Linked DNA regions of Mus musculus: all the other regions are linked to region 1. Evidence: chromatin contacts called from public Micro-C and promoter capture Hi-C data. All regions are on one chromosome and are shown on one strand. Each heading gives the region's core, a stretch centred on a gene start, on an enhancer-like site or on the middle of the called end of the contact. The rest is flanking DNA. Distances are from core to core; before and after follow the strand shown. Region 1 holds the start of Kcnk3 (potassium channel, subfamily K, member 3). Region 2 holds the start of 3110082J24Rik (RIKEN cDNA 3110082J24 gene). Region 3 holds the start of Adgrf3 (adhesion G protein-coupled receptor F3). Region 4 holds the start of Drc1 (dynein regulatory complex subunit 1).

Region 1 (3,733 bases), core at 368-2,867:
TCTGAGGTGCTTTTGGACACAAAGTGGTATCTGGCAATGACATCCCAGCCCAGAATGTGGCAGATGGTGCCCCCCCCCCCCCCGCTGGCTACCTCCTGAGCCATGAGTTTTGGGTCTCTTCCACAACTCTCTGCTCGGCCTATGCCAGGGTCCTGTGAAGGGCTGTTTGACCCTTCTTGGCACTGGGATTTGCATTCCGATCATTCTGCTCTCTCAGCCCATCCATGTCCAGTGCTGTTTGGAGCTGAGTAAGGCCCCAGGGATCATCTGCCATGACAACTCATGGCAGAGATAAGGACAGGAGGCTCCAAGAGGGGCAGGGACACTTTGCCTGAGTTCCCACTGCCTGGCCAGTTTCCTCTTCAGTGCCACAGACACCAGGTTGACAGATGAAGAAACTAAGGCAGAGGGACCCCTATGCCAGTTCCTTCAGTCTGTCAGAGAGTTACCAGGTCTGGATGCCCTTACCCCAACCCCAGTTTTAGCTGTATCCCCAATCCTGTGCTGTGCTACAAGGTGGCATCCTTTGTTTTCTATGTTGCAATGCCCAAGTCAAGCCTGTTGTGCTGGTGTAGGGCAAGGGCCATCAATATCAAGATGGGGTAAGTGGTCACAGCCACCAGCCTAGGCTTTCTCAGCCAGTCCCCAGTGCCTGGTGCTAACCTGGGAGGGACTCAGTGTTCGGAGAGAAAGCTCTCCCTTGGGTATTGGCTCCTGTGTGTCCTGGGCCACAGCAGATCCCTGCCAGTTTCTAAGATAAGCCAAACGCTGGAGCACAGGAAGGGTCATGTGATCTGAGTGGAGAGGACTGAGCCCTGGTCTTTCCCCCAACTCTCCAAGTGTGTCATATGTGTCAGCTCACCTCCTATGCCCCAGGTTCCTTATCCATGGGCTAAAGATTGAGCCAGTGGGACCCAAGGTCCCCTCCAGCCTCAGCACTATGACTAGGGCAAGGGTGGAGAAAAGGGATTGCTTTTGGGAGCTTGGGGTCTTGCCCTTTCCTCTCCTCTTTCCGCCCCTTTTCAGGACATTTGTACTCCAGCACTCACAAGTTTCCCCGTCTCAGTCTGTCCCTCTCTTTGCATCGTTTGCACCGCATTTTCCTGACAGATCCCTCTTTTCCTGGGTCTGTGTGGTTAGTCTCCTCCATCACACACACACACACACACACACACACACACACACACACACACACAGAGGCCCCTACCCTGGGTCCTCTCCCTTCCCTGTAGTTATCTGTTTTCCTGCCTAGTTTTCTCTGGGGCTGGCGGGCTGGATCTCTGTCTCCCTCTCTCTCTCTCTCTTTCTCTCTCTCTTTCTCCCTCCCTCTCCCATCTTGCTCACCCCCCCCCCCCAGCTCTCGCTCTCCCTCTCTCTCGCTCTCTCTCTCCCGCCTCTGTCCTGCCCGGGTTCTCCCGCTTGCTCCCCCCTCCCCCCCCCCCGCCCTCGGCACGGCTCCCCAGTCCTTATTTGGCTGGGCGGGAGGGCAGGCGGGAGGTGGCGGCCCGCGGCCGGGGGGCGGGCGCGGGGGCGGGCGGAGGAGGGTGGTGGGTGGTGCTGAAGGGACAGCTCCGCGGCGGCCGGCAGCGGCGGCGGCGGTGGCGGCGGCGGCGGTGGCCCCGGGGTGCGGAGCTGGTGCCCGGCGTGGAGATCCGCGAGCGCAGCCATGCCCCAGGCCGCCTCCGGGGCAGCAGCGGCGGCGGCGGCCGGGGCCGGGGCGCGGGCCGGAGACGCCGGAGGGCCGGCGAGGACCCGGGAGGGACGATGAAGCGGCAGAATGTGCGCACGTTGGCTCTCATCGTGTGCACCTTCACCTACCTGCTGGTGGGCGCCGCGGTGTTCGACGCACTGGAGTCGGAGCCGGAGATGATCGAGCGGCAGCGGCTGGAGCTGCGGCAGCTGGAGCTGCGGGCGCGCTACAACCTCAGCGAGGGCGGCTACGAGGAGCTGGAGCGCGTCGTGCTGCGCCTCAAGCCGCACAAGGCCGGCGTGCAGTGGCGCTTCGCCGGCTCCTTCTACTTCGCCATCACCGTCATCACCACCATCGGTAACTACACTCGCCGCGCCGGCGGGGACGGGGGCGGGGACCTGGGATGCTGGGGAGCCGCCCGCGGCTGAGGGGTCCCTGCGGAGCGGGGCGGGTCGCCGAACCCGCGCGCTCCCAGTGGCCGGGGCTCAGCCCGGTGTGTCTGCTCTGCGGGAACCCCTGACTTCGACCTGTCTCCAGTCCGGCCAGCCCTAAGTTGGCCTTGCCGGGCTGTGCGAGGACCCCAGGGGACTTAAGTGTGTGAGAGGGACAGGAGCGGCCGGCCGAGGCTCGGGAGGAGGGGTGTGGCCGGGCTAGGCCCTGGGGCTGGGCATCCAGAGTAAGGGCCGGAGAGAGCGCCACTCCTCCGTGTCCCTGACGCTGGGCTTGGGCACCCGGGTGTCCACACCTGCTGGGCGTTGGGAAGGCACGTAGATGCCGGAAAGCTGCACTCCGCGACACACGGGGCCACTCTCTAACTGCGACTGAGTGCTGCTAGGGAGGGGGGTGGGTTGCGTGTGTCCGTGTGGGTGTGTGAGTGTGAGTGTGAGTGTGTGTCCACCTCCATGAGTTTGGGCTGCACCAGACAGGGCCTGTAATTCTCTGAGGGCAGCAGATCAGGGGCTGGAATCCAGATTCTGTCCTGTTAGCCTTCTTCCCCAGTGTCCCAGTAAAACAGTCACCTCACGGGAATGGCTCCACTTCTTTTCCAAAGCCAGGGCAGATCATGCTGTAGGAGGCCATACACACACCCAGCTCCTCTGAGAACATGACACACAGGTACACACACACACACACACACAGAGAGAGAGAGAGAGAGAGAGAGAGAGAGAGCACAAATAGATGTCTGCCAGGAAAAGCACCTCAAGACAGGCCCTTTGCCGTGTTGCTGAAGTATCCAACCAGGATTACACAGTGTAACCATTCCCAGGACCCTGTGATTTGCAGCCCAGCTCCACCACCTCTGCATGACCGACCTTGGTCAAGTTCCTTCTGCTGCCTGGATCTTGGGCTCATGTCCCAACATGTAGAGGTTGGCCAAAAGGATGTCAAGGGCTCTTCCCAGCCCTGACGTGCTTGGACTCTGAGATTGGGAACCCACCTTGCCCCAAAGCCATTGGGATGCCTCCGGGAGCTGAATCTTCTTCCTCTTCCCCACCCCTTCTCATCCTGACCCCCACCCCCTTCCCTTGGCCCAACTCCCAGGGACTCATTGCCATTTGGCAAAACCCATAGCAAGATGGCAGTGTTTTCCTGGGAGTCAACAGGAGAGGAAGTGGGTAAAAGACAGAGCTGGACACAGCCTATGCTGTGTCCACTGCAGAATGCTGCTCTGATGTTCTGTTGCTCTCCAGCAGTGGGGAGAGGACTCCCAGATACCACCTAAAGGACAGATTTGGTCTGGGCCCCTTCCTTCACATCCCACTGCCACTTGCCTGAGTTTAACAGCAGGTTAGCACTCTGTAAATCAGAGTGGGGGCCTCTGTACGCCTCTCTCCCTCTGCCCACACCAATTCCCCAATTAGTACAACTCTCTTCTAAGTCCCCGGGACCCCAGCTTCTCAGTAACCTCTCAGCTGACCTCCTTGCTTCAGCCTTATCACCACAGCAAGTAGCATCTCCTGGACAATACTTCCAGAAAAACAAAAACAAAAACCCCAAAGCCGAGCTGCCCCATCCCCCTTCACCAAAGCCCGCACAGCTCCC
Region 2 (3,733 bases), core at 474-2,973, 480 kb before region 1:
CAGGCGCATCAGATGAAAGGGTTTGTGTGTACACGTGTTGAAGTCTCCTGAGGGCATGGAGGCCAAGACTGAATAGAGTCCATACTTTTAAGGACCAGACTAGGGACCAAGGTCCTTCTTGAAGAGCACTCAGCCACGACCGGCCTGCACCTGCAGAGGGCGCCGCAGACACACTGAAGCGAAGTGAGCCTCCAGATGGGTGCGAGAGCAAGGCCAGCAAAGTTTCTGGGAAAGGCTTCTCCTCTAAGAACTCGAGAGCTTCAGACAGGAGGGGATATGAAAGTTGGTAGAAAGAACAGAAAAGAAAGAGACGGTTTAAAAAAAAAAAAAAAAAAAAAAAAAAGAGTGCTGCCACTGACCCCAATCGTTCAGGTTTGAATCTGTTTTCCCATCTACAGAGCAGATTGGGGGGAGGGGGAGGGCGTGGGGGGGGTGGAGCGGGGTTTCGGAAAGTGCTCTTACAGGATTCCAACACTACTTAGATTCAAACTCCAAGTGCCGCCTGCCCTCTTTGCTCCTCCCCAGTCTGAGCATCCCCGCCGCTGAGCTTGGAGTAGCGGATGTGAGCAACGCAGCAATCCTGAGTCCGGACTCCGCGAGGCCTTGGCACGAGGGGAAAACCTCGGACACCCACCCGGCCAGAGTCCCATCGGACCTGTTCTCTTTTCCCTAACCATCTCCACCCCGAGCACCCTGTCACCTGGGCGCTCCGGGGGTGCGGGCCCGGCGGGCGGGGCGCGGGGCGGGGATGGGGGTGGGGGCTGATGCCCCGTGGAAGGAGGCTGGCCACGTGACTCCCGAGGCTCAGCTGGGCTGCCAGGCGGGGAGCGCCGCTTCGGCCCAGGAGGAGGTGGTGGGCGCGCAGCCCGAGCTGCGCGGGACTGGCCGTCGGGGTCCCGGGACGGCGAACCCCGGGGAGCGCCCATGCCATGGAGAAGCTGGCGGCCGGGCTGGCCGGGCTGCGCTGGAGCATGGGCGCTTTCCCGCTGGACCTCATCGTCAGCCGCTGCCGCCTGCCCACGCTCGCCTGCCTCGGACCAGGTACCCGGTGTCTAGAGGGGAGACGGAGGCGGAGGATGCGAAAAGTCGGGGCTTCGCTCTGTTGGAGCTGGCAGGACTTACAGGCGCATTCAGTCACTACCCTCCCTGTCCCCGTTGATGGGGGGCTTTGCTTGTCTTCTGGGGCTGCTCCTGGCACAACCGGAGCCCCCAAGTCTGGGAGCCGCTTCTGGGCCCCTCCGACCCCCCACAGGGTTAGTAACTGGCCGCAGGGTTGCAACAAAGTTTTCAGTCCCCCTGGAGCCAGTAGCGATGCTGAGTCTGTGGGCCGCTCTGTCGGTGCACCCCGCTTTCCCGGCGCCTATCGGCCCCTGCCCAGGCCGCACCCCCTTGATCCCTTTGTCTTCCAGCCTCTCACCTTCATCGTACCGCATCTCTTGGACCACGATAGGTCTTTCCCTACCATCCCCGCTAGTCCCTTTTTGGGACCTTTCCTGAACCGTCCTTTGACATCCTGAGGTCTTTTGGCAACGGGCAGACTATCCTCCGGAGAGGCCTGAGTGAGCGGGCCGGCCACCAGGCACCCCCCTCCCACACACACACACCCTTCCCTATCTCAGCAGAGGACCCCCGGCCCTCCCCCACCTCTCGTCCTATTTCGCCAGCAGGTGCGGGTGTTCCGATGATGGGACCGAATATAGGAGAGCCTGAAGGCTGCACAGAGCAAGAGGACTGTAGTGTTGGGGGAAAGGGGAGCTGTTTGGTTGGGGGAGGGGCGGGAGCCGGGGCTGGCAGCCAGGCTGGGGGTTTTGTGTGTGAGAAGAATAGGGGTTTGGCCCGCGTTGGCACACTCGCTTCCCTGAATGCTAATGGGACTCCTGTGCTGTTCTTGGACTGGCAGCCCCTCCTCAGACCCGCAACAGCAAGAACTGGGCACAGTGAGCACCAGGCGGGCCGAAGCAGGCTCAGTGGGACTTCAGTGTGTCCCGGTCCTTTAGGTGGAATACCTGGCAGTCTAACTCTGGTGGGACCTCACTCACTGCTCAGCGTGAGATCCCAGGACTGCGCTTGCAGCTGGACTGTGTCTGCTTGTGAATAGGAAATTCTGCCCTAGGTTCTTCCTGCTCACTTCCCACGCATCTCTTTGACACCCTTTTCTTTGAGTTCTTTTCTGAGCGCTTCTTTATGGCTAGGACTTCTCTGTGCTTCCCTGACACCTGTGCGCCCCATTCCACAGGGCTGCTGGCTTTTGGGGAGGGCCAAGGAGTATGGACATTCATTCATTAAGTGAATGAATGAATGAGCAATAGTGTGGGATGGCCTAGCTGTCTGTGACAGTGTGGTTATTACTGTCGTAACCATTAGAATAAAAATGTATGCTTGAAATTGTGTGTCCTTGGAAGTCCTCTCGTTGGTATGCATTCAGGAGGGGTCCCCTGGTAGGATCTTGAGACTGAGTTGTGCTGTTTGGATGACAAGCATTTGTCTTGTTGGGTGCAGCTGAACTATTGCTGAGGGTGACCCCTGGCTATTGGTGTGTATACCTGTGTGGCTTTGGCCTGTGTCTCTGTGGAGGAGTGGGGGGTGGGGCTTGTTAGATTAGCTCCAAGGAGAGCTTGTAGAGCTGGAGGAGAAACAACAAACCTCCCCTGTGCATATTTGCACTTTAGTGCACATACATCCTCACACCCAGAATGGGAGATCTTCCCCTGAAAGCCCTGCATACCCCACCCATTGTTCACCCCACATAGACATGCTTTATGAAGTCCCCCGCTGTTAGAGTAAACCATTTCCCATTCATTGGGCTGGTAGAAAAATTGTAAGATGTGTGTGTGTGTGTGTGTGTGTGTGTATGCCCACACGCGCGTGTGCACGTGAGGGGGCTGGGAAGGAGACATCCCCACCCCCACTGTGCCCACCAGCTGCATCCAGGATACGCCCCATCAGTCTCCTGGAAGCTGGGCTGCCCCCTCCTGCTCCCCTGGAAACCGTTGCTGGGGATGGAGCCTCTTGAGCCCAGACCCCTCCCAACCCCTGCACCTCTGCCCCTGGGCTGTTTCCCTCAGACTAGACTCCTTCCCCCTCCCCCACTCTGCTTTCCTAAATCCAGTGCCTGTGCTACCCCAACTTTAAGAAATAGCTTCTCTGGGGTGGGGTTTCCTCCCCTATCCTTTGAGGTCCTGTGAATGTAAGACTCTGTGGCAGTGGGCAGAGAGGAAACGTGTTTCTCTGAGAGATTCAGGAGTAAACCATGCCATTCGGAGCTAACAGTGACTGTGAGAGCCCTCATAGCCAGGACCCACGGGACAAATTCTTTCTAGTCCTTTCCTTGCTTGGCCTGGGCACTGACTTGACAGGATCCCACTGATGTGAATTTGCCCGGTCCTAGAGAGTAACGACTCTTTTACTCCACCCCAGCCTGGTGGCCTCCTCCTCCATGTCCCTACACACCCTCAGCTCTGTGCCTCCAACTTGCTTCCTGCGTGTCTCCTGAGGCCAGAGCATGGCTAGAGGGCAGAAGCTGGCTGGCCCAGACTCATCCACTGGGAGTCCCCAGCCTCAGCTTGGGCCAGGACAGCAGGCACTCCAGTGGAATGATGAATGGGAGGCTGTGGTGGCTGTAGTTACCAAGTCCCCATAGGAGAGACAGAGCTTTGGGGCTCAGGCCAAACTCACAACACAGCTGACAGCCCACTGCCTCCGCTGGTGTTGCGGAGCAGTACAGGGATCACAG
Region 3 (3,733 bases), core at 676-3,175, 380 kb before region 1:
GGGGAAGCACTCTGGTCTATGGTTCCAAGTTGTCATTGCAAAGTGCATGTGTCTTTCTAGGCCTCACAGCTAAAGAGCTGGAGAGCCCCACCCCCACCCCCACCCCCAGAGCCTCACTGTGGCCCTTTCTGTTTCTTCCTCCCCACCCCACCCCCTTTTTTTGTTTTTTGTTTTTTCGAGACAGGGTTTCTCTGTATAGCCCTGGCTGTCCTGGAGCTCACTTTGTAGACCAGGCTGGCCTCAAACTCAGAAATCCGCCTGCCTCTGCCTCCCGAGTGCTGGGATTAAAGGCGTGCACCACCACGCCCGGCTTTGTTGTTTTTTTTTTTTGTTTTGTTTTTTTTTTTTTTTTTGGTTTTTTTCGAGACAGGGTTTCTCTGTATAGCCTTGGCTGTCCTGGAGCTCAGTTTATAGACCAGGCTGGCCTCAAACTCAGAAATCCGCCTGCTTCTGCCTCCCAAGTGCTGGGATTAAAGGCGTGCACCACCAAGCCCGGCTCCTTTCCCCTTTCTTGATACCCCTGCCCCCCAGTCCTTCCACTCACCCCCTTCTCCACTGTACTGGTTCAGTTGCTGCCCAGATTTCCCTCCATATGGACTGAGCTCCTGGAAAGAGATAGAGGAGACTCTGAGGAGAGAGGCTGGTCTCAAGTTCCTGCCAGGGTACCCTCAGGGGCAGCCTGGCTACTCTGGTGTGACTTGGTCTCTTAGAAGTTCTTCTTTAGGCCAGAGGTCAAATGTAAGTATCTGGAGGGAGAAAAGGATGTTCAGAAACGGGGACAGGGGCACAATTCCAGGGACCCTGCCAGGGCCAGCAGCCTCACCTGAAACCAGGAACCAGGCACACCCTGGAAGTCAACATGCTTTGTTTAGCTCCTTCCTGAATTGACCTGTCCCTGGGCCTCTAGGCTAATTGAAATGGCTGGGTCCAGAGCTCCAACAAGGAGTCAGGGTCCTGCAAATTAACCCATGTTTTCCTCTCAAAATCCCATGTGTGTATGCATCTAAAACCAGATGGCAGCTCACACTTGCAATCTCAGCACCCAGGAGACTGAAGCAGGAAGACTGTAGCAAGTACAAGGACAGCCTGGGCAACAGAGTGAACCTTTATTTAAAAAACAAACAAACTAACTAACAACAATCACCCCAAAATATAAATAATAAAACCAGAAGGAAGCCAGACATGGTGGTTCAAGCCTGTACAATAATCCCAGTGCTTAAGATAATGGGGCAGGGGTATCCCTTACTTAAGATAATGGGGCAGGAGTATCCCTTACTTAAGTGCAAGGGTTCAAGAGCAGCCTGGGCAACACAGAAGATCCACACAGAAAATAAAAACAAGGAAGTACATGAAAACTAGGAGGATATAACACAAACAAACAAACAGGTGCAGGCAAGGATAGGCTATAGATAAGACATGCCACAGAGGAAGCTACAGATAGGGATATTTAGATCTGGGGATTGCAGTAGATTAGGAGCTGTAGATAAATAGATAATAAAATGCAAGCCTAGGCTCCACGCTTCTCCTCAGACTCTTTCCCATCGTCTATGCTAATAAGCTTCTACATCTGCAAAGGTTTTCTTCTCATTTCATTGTAAGTTGGTAGCCAAAAGAGCAGCAGGTGTCGTAGGGTGTCATGGGGACTCAGGTAAAGCTATGGAAGTGTCCCCTCACCCTGGGCAGGAAGATTGCCTTCTTGGGGGCAAGCTGGTCCCTTCCTTCCACCTTTCATCCTACACCCTGTGGTTCCTCACAACCTGTGGCTCTGACTGTGGCCTCTGCAGGTCTCCCCAGGGTCCTCACTCACCCCAGTACTTACTGATTGGGCTGTGGGGACAAATGTTGGCTCCAACTCCAGCAGGGGAAGAGTCACGGCCAGGAGCAGCTGGGAGAGAGCTAGAGAGGACATGGCTCAACGCAGCAGTCCCTAAAGCCCTCCGGCTGTTCCAGGATGCAAATTTCCTCCCCCCACCCCCCCCCACCCCCCGCCCCAGCTGGCAGGGCTATTACTGAAGGAAGGGAGGAAAGATCAGAGGGAGCCAAGGTGAGTTGACAGAGCAAGTGTCACAGCCTGTGATTCGGGCAGATATGCTTCCAGGTCACTGGGGCCACCTGGACCCCCACATGATTCTGTGAGAGGAGTGTGCCTTGGTTCTCCTGGGCAGGCGGAGGGGACACAGGTACCACGTCACAAAAAACAACAGGTCACAGAGGCAGGTTCAGGCATGGTCCCCAGGGCCTAGGAAACTTGGATCATTTTGGAATGCCTCCAGGAAGCTAGACCTTCAAAACTGAACCAAGGTTAGAAAAGACTATAAAGGGGGCAGCAAGATGCCTCAGAGGGTAAAGGAGCTTGCCGCCAAACTCCACAGCCTGAACTGGTCCCTGGAACACACATGGTACAAGAAAGCCAGCTCTTGTTCCATCAAACACCTTGAATCCGTCCCCTGTATTTGTATGTCAGAATACCTCAGGCTGGGTTGAAGAATAGAAAATTACTGGCCTCTTGTGAGAACATGAATTTTTTACCTCGGAGCCCACCCCCTCCCATCTAGAGATTGTTCCCAGAACACTCCTAAACTTTTCACCCCAAAACTCCTCACCCTAAAGTTTGAACCCTCCCAACTAAAAACTGTTCCAAAAACATTTTTGAGATAAAGGCCTCCTGGAACAACCTCAAAATGAACCAGGTACTCCTTAGTTACGTAGGTTCCTTGATAGGACATGACTCCTTAGTTACGTAGAATCCTTTGGCAGAACCCCTTGTCCCTTGGCAGAACTCCCTAGTGATGTAAACTTGTACTTTCCCTGCCCAGTTCTCCCCCTTTGAGTTTTACTATATAAGCCTGTGAAAAATTCTGGCTGACCGTCGAGACTCCTCTACCCTGTGCTAAGGTGTATGAGTTTCGACCCCAGAGCTCTGTGTGCTTCCATGTTGCTGCTTTATTTCGACCCCAGAGCTCTGGTCTGTGTGCTTTCATGTTGCTGCCTTATTAAATCTTGCCTTCTACATTTTATGTATGGTCTCAGTGTCTTCTTGGGTACGCGGCTGTCCCGGGACTTGAGTGTCTGAGTGAGGGTCTCCCCTCGAGGGTCTTTCAGGGTAATTTTTTGTTTTGATTTGTTTTACAAGACAAGGTTTCTCTGTGTAGCCCTGAATGTCCTAGAACTCACTGTGTAGATTGGACTGGCCTCAAACTCAGAGATCCATTTGCCTCTGCCTCCCCAGTGCTGGGATTAAAGGTGTGTGCCACCACAACTGGCAGGCAGGGTTTTGTAACAAATAGAAATGTATTTGGCTTACTGTCTTGGGTCTTGAGGGGTTGCATCTTTTGGGGGTCTTCACACGTGGCAGGAACATGGTACAAGAGAGCATCTTGGGAGCCAGAGGGCCAAACTCTTTTCTTTTTTGGATAGGGCCTTACTATCCTCGGATTCACTATATGGACCAGGCTGGCCTTGAACTTACAGACCAGGCTAGCTTTGGACTTACAGAGATTTGCCTGCCTCTGTCTCCAGGTGCTGCGATTAAAGGCTGTTGACATAATTAAAAAAAAAAAAACATTTTGGGCAGATGAGATCGTTCTGTGGTCAGGATCACTGGCTGTTCCCCAAAGGCTCCAGGGACCCACGTGGCAACTCACAAGCATCTGTAATTCCAGCCCCAGAGGATCTGATGCCCTCTTCTGGCCTCTTCAGGGTACTACATGCATGTGGAGCATAGACAAATACA
Region 4 (3,733 bases), core at 756-3,255, 310 kb before region 1:
CCCCTTCATTCAAGGGGTTCTGGGTCTGCAAACTGGCTCAAGTCTGGAAATAGATGCACTGGCCGAGACTGCCTTTTGCCAGAATCCGATATAGCCTTTCTTTCATTTGTTTGAGATTTTTTTTTCTGATACAGATGAAATAAATGCAATAGGCTCATTATCTACTTCATGCCTGGAAACACCGTGATTAGCCAGTACCAAAGGTCTGTATGAGTCATGCCGTTATAAAATTTGTCTTGCCTGTGCTGACCATTATGAGTTACATCATTATGAACATTGTTTTGTCTAGGCTGCCCATATAACTGCAGTCATCTTGCTTCTGGTGATTCAGTGCTGCCACTGGCCCCTGCTACCTCAGTGCCCAGTTAATCCCATTGCCTTTCATCCATTCAGTTGAGCAGCAGCATCTGCAACCCTAAGGTCTGGCATAAGCAGAGACCACAAAGCCCTTCAGATGTGCTGGTGGCCCTCTCACCAGTTTGCATCTTATAGGATTTATGAAGGGTGTGTCTTCTGGGCTTTCCTATTATAGAGGATTAGGTTTTACACAGCAAACTCATTCTTTTTTTTTTTTTTTTTTTTTCGAGACAGGGTTTCTCTGTAGCCTTGGCTGTCCTGGAACTCACTTTGTAGGCCAGGCTGGCCTCGAACTCAGAAATCCGCCTGCCTCTGCCTCCTGAGTGCTGGGATTAAAGGCGTGTGCCACCACCCCCAGCAGCAAACTCATTCTTGCATTGCAACTTCCCTAAGCCATAAAACCCCTTCATCATCAAGGAATGTCTAGCATGTCTGAGTCCCTAAGTTCAGTCTCCAATGCTACAAAAATAAAACTGTCGAGTGGTTTGCATTAGGGATAGTGTCTTGAAATGTAGCCCTGCTTGGCCTAGAACTTTACAGTCTTCCTATCTCAGCCTCCCAGAGGGCTGATTGTGAACCACTATGTCTGCATGTCTGTGTGTATTATTATTATAAGGGTGGGTATTATTATTATTATTATTTTGGTATAGGGCTTTACATTTCTTATTTTAATTTAGTTTAGAAATGGAGTCTCATTGTGTTCCAGGATGACCTGGAACACAATCCTGAGTTCTGGGATTACAGGAGTGGTGTTTTTGTTTTGTTTTGTGTGTCCTGTCCAAGGTGCTCCAACGAACCAACTGGTGTAGGTAAACCCTTTACCATTGAGCCGTACCACAAGCCCACAGGCATAGTTTTAATTCTTAAAGAGAACATTAAAAAACAACAACAAAAAAAAAACCACTTTTTACACCTATGATTTTGTGTGCCCATATGCCACTGTGGCATGTGAAGGTCAAAGGACAATTTATCAGTACTGGTACTTTTTCCATAGTGTGGGCCTAAAGGATTGAACTCAGTTGGTCACTCTCCTTGGCCATAAACATTGACTGCTGAGCCTTCTCTCTGGCCCCAGGACATTATTTTGTTGACAAGGGGACACACGGTGCCTAAGGCATGATGTCCCCCCCCCCGCCCCCGCAGACTGCTGCTTTGAGAGAGCGGTGGTGTCCTGGGTTCTTCCCCGCCCCCCCCCCCCCAACCATTCTCCTGAACCCACCTCTTTTTCGGTCATGGCTACAGATGATGAGTGTACTTGAGTTCACACTTCCAAAACTGCAATGGGCTGAGGTGGTCTCCCACTCAGCTTAAGGAAAGGACGCCACTGTCTCTAGCTATATAATACAATGCTTTTCATGTTGCAGGTACTCAGTTATTTTGGAGCAAAGTGCCTTTTAGGAATATTCATTTGGTAAGGTGGATGATGAATTGGGCTTTTGAGTCAGAAAGAGATGCGGTGCGGTTTGTTCCATCTGCCTTCGTGGGGTCAAGTCAGCCCCTCCAAACCAACTTCAGGCAAGGGGAATCAAGTCCACATTTGGGATACAAATATACAACTCGTAGTGCCTGACAGAGAAGCTGGGCTGGAGCGCCGCGCGACAGCTAGCCAGAGATGGGTCAGGTGACTGCTTTCCCTTGGCAACGGCTTGTTCCTAGCAACCCGGCTGCTGGTCCAGGCGGAGCTGCCAGTGGGTGGGAGACGCCGCCATGAATCCCTCAGGAACCATTGGGGTCCTAGAGCAGAATGGGGAAGAACACTTAGCCACCCCGATTCTCGGACCCTCGGTGCATTCGGATAACCCGCAGGAGCGGATCCAGGCCCGGCGCCTGCGCATCGCTGCTCGTCAGGAAGCCCGAAGGCGGTGAGCTGGGTGGCCGGGTGGTGCGATGGGGAGCCCAGAGTGCCCTGCAGGGAGCTGGGGCCGGGCTGGGTGGGAGCTCCATGGTAAGGTGTGTGTGTGTGTGTGTGTGTGTGTGTGTGTGTGTGTGTGCGCGCGCGCGCCCTGGGTGTAAACAGAAAAACTTTTCTTCTAGAACATTCAAGCAGTGAGTTTTGGGACAGCTAGGGCTACATAATGAGACCCTGTCCCAATATTTGAAAATAAAAATAAAAAAGTTCTAGGTCAGATTTATTCCAGAGGCTAGAGTTTGTTGACGAGATGTAATGGACCGCGATCTGTGAAAGAGTCGGTTATCCCCATTCTACTGAGAATACCTTATCACAGCCAGTGAGCATATGTGATTGTGTGTTCCACACAGATATGAGCATCTTGATCCATTTTAAAATTAAAAAATAAAATAAAATAAAGCCAGGTTAGTGGCTTATGCCTTTAATCTCAGTACTGGAGTGGCAGAGGCAGGCAAATCTCTTTGAGATCAAGGCTAGCCTAGTCTACGTAGGAAGGCCTTGACACCTCAAAATAAAAATAAAATAAGAGTAAAAGCTTTCATTTCACTTAGTGGCCACACTCCCTGGGCCCAAGGCCATGTCGACGGATCTACTGTAGCAAAGGCGGGGTGGCTGCTTGCTTGTGCTTGCGGACATTGATGATCATTGTCTAGAATCCATCCAGGTACTGCAAGTGCCAGACCTGTGAATTAAGAGGGGATGTGATAGGAGCCACCACACTTGCATTCCCACCATGTTCCCTAGGCTTTGGTGTCTTTATTAGCTTAGGTAAAGTTTAAGGGACATCCACTAGTCACCAGACTTCATGTGACAGTTGTTCAACTTCTAAGTCGTTCATTCCACTTTTACTTTTGGTGGTCTACAGACCCAGCAGAAGTACAAGATGGAGGTCTGTGTGCCTCCATCCTAGTTGGGCAAGGCTGTGATCATGGTTAGCATCTCTTGTTGTCATGGTAACTCAGATCTGTTTTTAATTGTCCTAACACTGTCTGGGTATCCCCTTCCCTGACAGTTCCCTGATGACCTTCAATCCCCTTGGGGAAAGGCTAGGAGCCTCACTACATTATGTATTTGCATTGTGTTCTCTGTTCTTCCTCCTGGGATCCCTGCCACCTCTTTGGTTAGGAGGTTCTGGGATGAGAACTGGGGTTGGTTCAGGAACTGGGCAAGGCAGAAGCATCCTTAGTAAGCTTGTCTGTTGCTGCTGTTTGGCTAACAGATGAACTGGACTCTTATCTGCTCTTCTACTTGTCTCCAAGTGATGCCACATTTATCCATCTCCAAAGCTGTCCGAGGATCATGGTCTTGGTTGTTGCTGTGGTGTTTAACAAGGAGACTGGGGGGCTGGAGAGATGGCTCAGTGGTTAAGAACTCTGACTGCTCTTCTGAAGGCCCTGAGTTCAAATCACAGCAACCACATGGTGGCTCACAACCATCCGTAATGAGATCTGATGTGCTCTTTTGGTG

Evidence for each region. Promoter capture Hi-C pulls out the DNA fragments that hold promoters and counts their contacts. A called contact is a pair of places that touch in the nucleus more often than the background predicts.
Region 2: a contact with region 1 is called in a Micro-C map of embryonic stem cells, with 2.5 times the contacts expected there. The contact joins the promoter of 3110082J24Rik here to the promoter of Kcnk3 in region 1. A contact is called at or near these places in 1 of 484 Hi-C or Micro-C datasets (embryonic stem cells) and 1 of 115 datasets of contacts at active chromatin or transcription factors (embryonic stem cells).
Region 3: a promoter capture Hi-C map of embryonic stem cells shows a contact between it and region 1, with 2.8 times the contacts expected there. The contact joins the promoter of Adgrf3 here to the promoter of Kcnk3 in region 1. A contact is called at or near these places in 7 of 39 promoter capture datasets (the 3T3-L1 cell line, HPC-7-derived erythroid cells, embryonic stem cells and 4 more), 1 of 484 Hi-C or Micro-C datasets (nephron progenitors), 3 of 115 datasets of contacts at active chromatin or transcription factors (embryonic forebrain, forebrain and stem cell-derived neural progenitor cells) and 1 of 9 other capture datasets (liver).
Region 4: a promoter capture Hi-C map of embryonic stem cells shows a contact between it and region 1, with 2.1 times the contacts expected there. The contact joins the promoter of Drc1 here to the promoter of Kcnk3 in region 1. A contact is called at or near these places in 5 of 39 promoter capture datasets (cranial neural crest, embryonic stem cells, frontonasal cranial neural crest and 2 more) and 1 of 9 other capture datasets (pancreatic islet).

The regions. Positions count from the first base shown.
Region 1 is chr5:30,586,553-30,590,285 of GRCm38.p6, forward strand. It overlaps Kcnk3 (potassium channel, subfamily K, member 3), which reads left to right and starts at 1,618. Exons shown (of 2, transcript NM_010608.2): 1 at 1,618-2,047. The coding sequence starts at 1,765. It overlaps Gm9899 (predicted gene 9899), which reads right to left and starts at 2,067. Exons shown (of 4, transcript NR_040427.1): 1 at 1,819-2,067.
Region 2 is chr5:30,104,363-30,108,095 of GRCm38.p6, forward strand. It overlaps 3110082J24Rik (RIKEN cDNA 3110082J24 gene), which reads right to left and starts at 1,724. Exons shown (of 3, transcript NM_001256263.1): 1 at 1,645-1,724; 2 at 701-1,052. The coding sequence starts at 997. Garem2 (GRB2 associated regulator of MAPK1 subtype 2) reads left to right here and starts at 834. Exons shown (of 6, transcript NM_001167879.1): 1 at 834-1,041. The coding sequence starts at 930.
Region 3 is chr5:30,203,797-30,207,529 of GRCm38.p6, forward strand. Adgrf3 (adhesion G protein-coupled receptor F3) reads right to left here and starts at 1,926. Exons shown (of 14, transcript NM_001014394.2): 1 at 1,820-1,926; 2 at 545-605. The coding sequence starts at 1,909.
Region 4 is chr5:30,279,388-30,283,120 of GRCm38.p6, forward strand. It overlaps Drc1 (dynein regulatory complex subunit 1), which reads left to right and starts at 2,006. Exons shown (of 17, transcript NM_001033460.4): 1 at 2,006-2,219. The coding sequence starts at 2,065.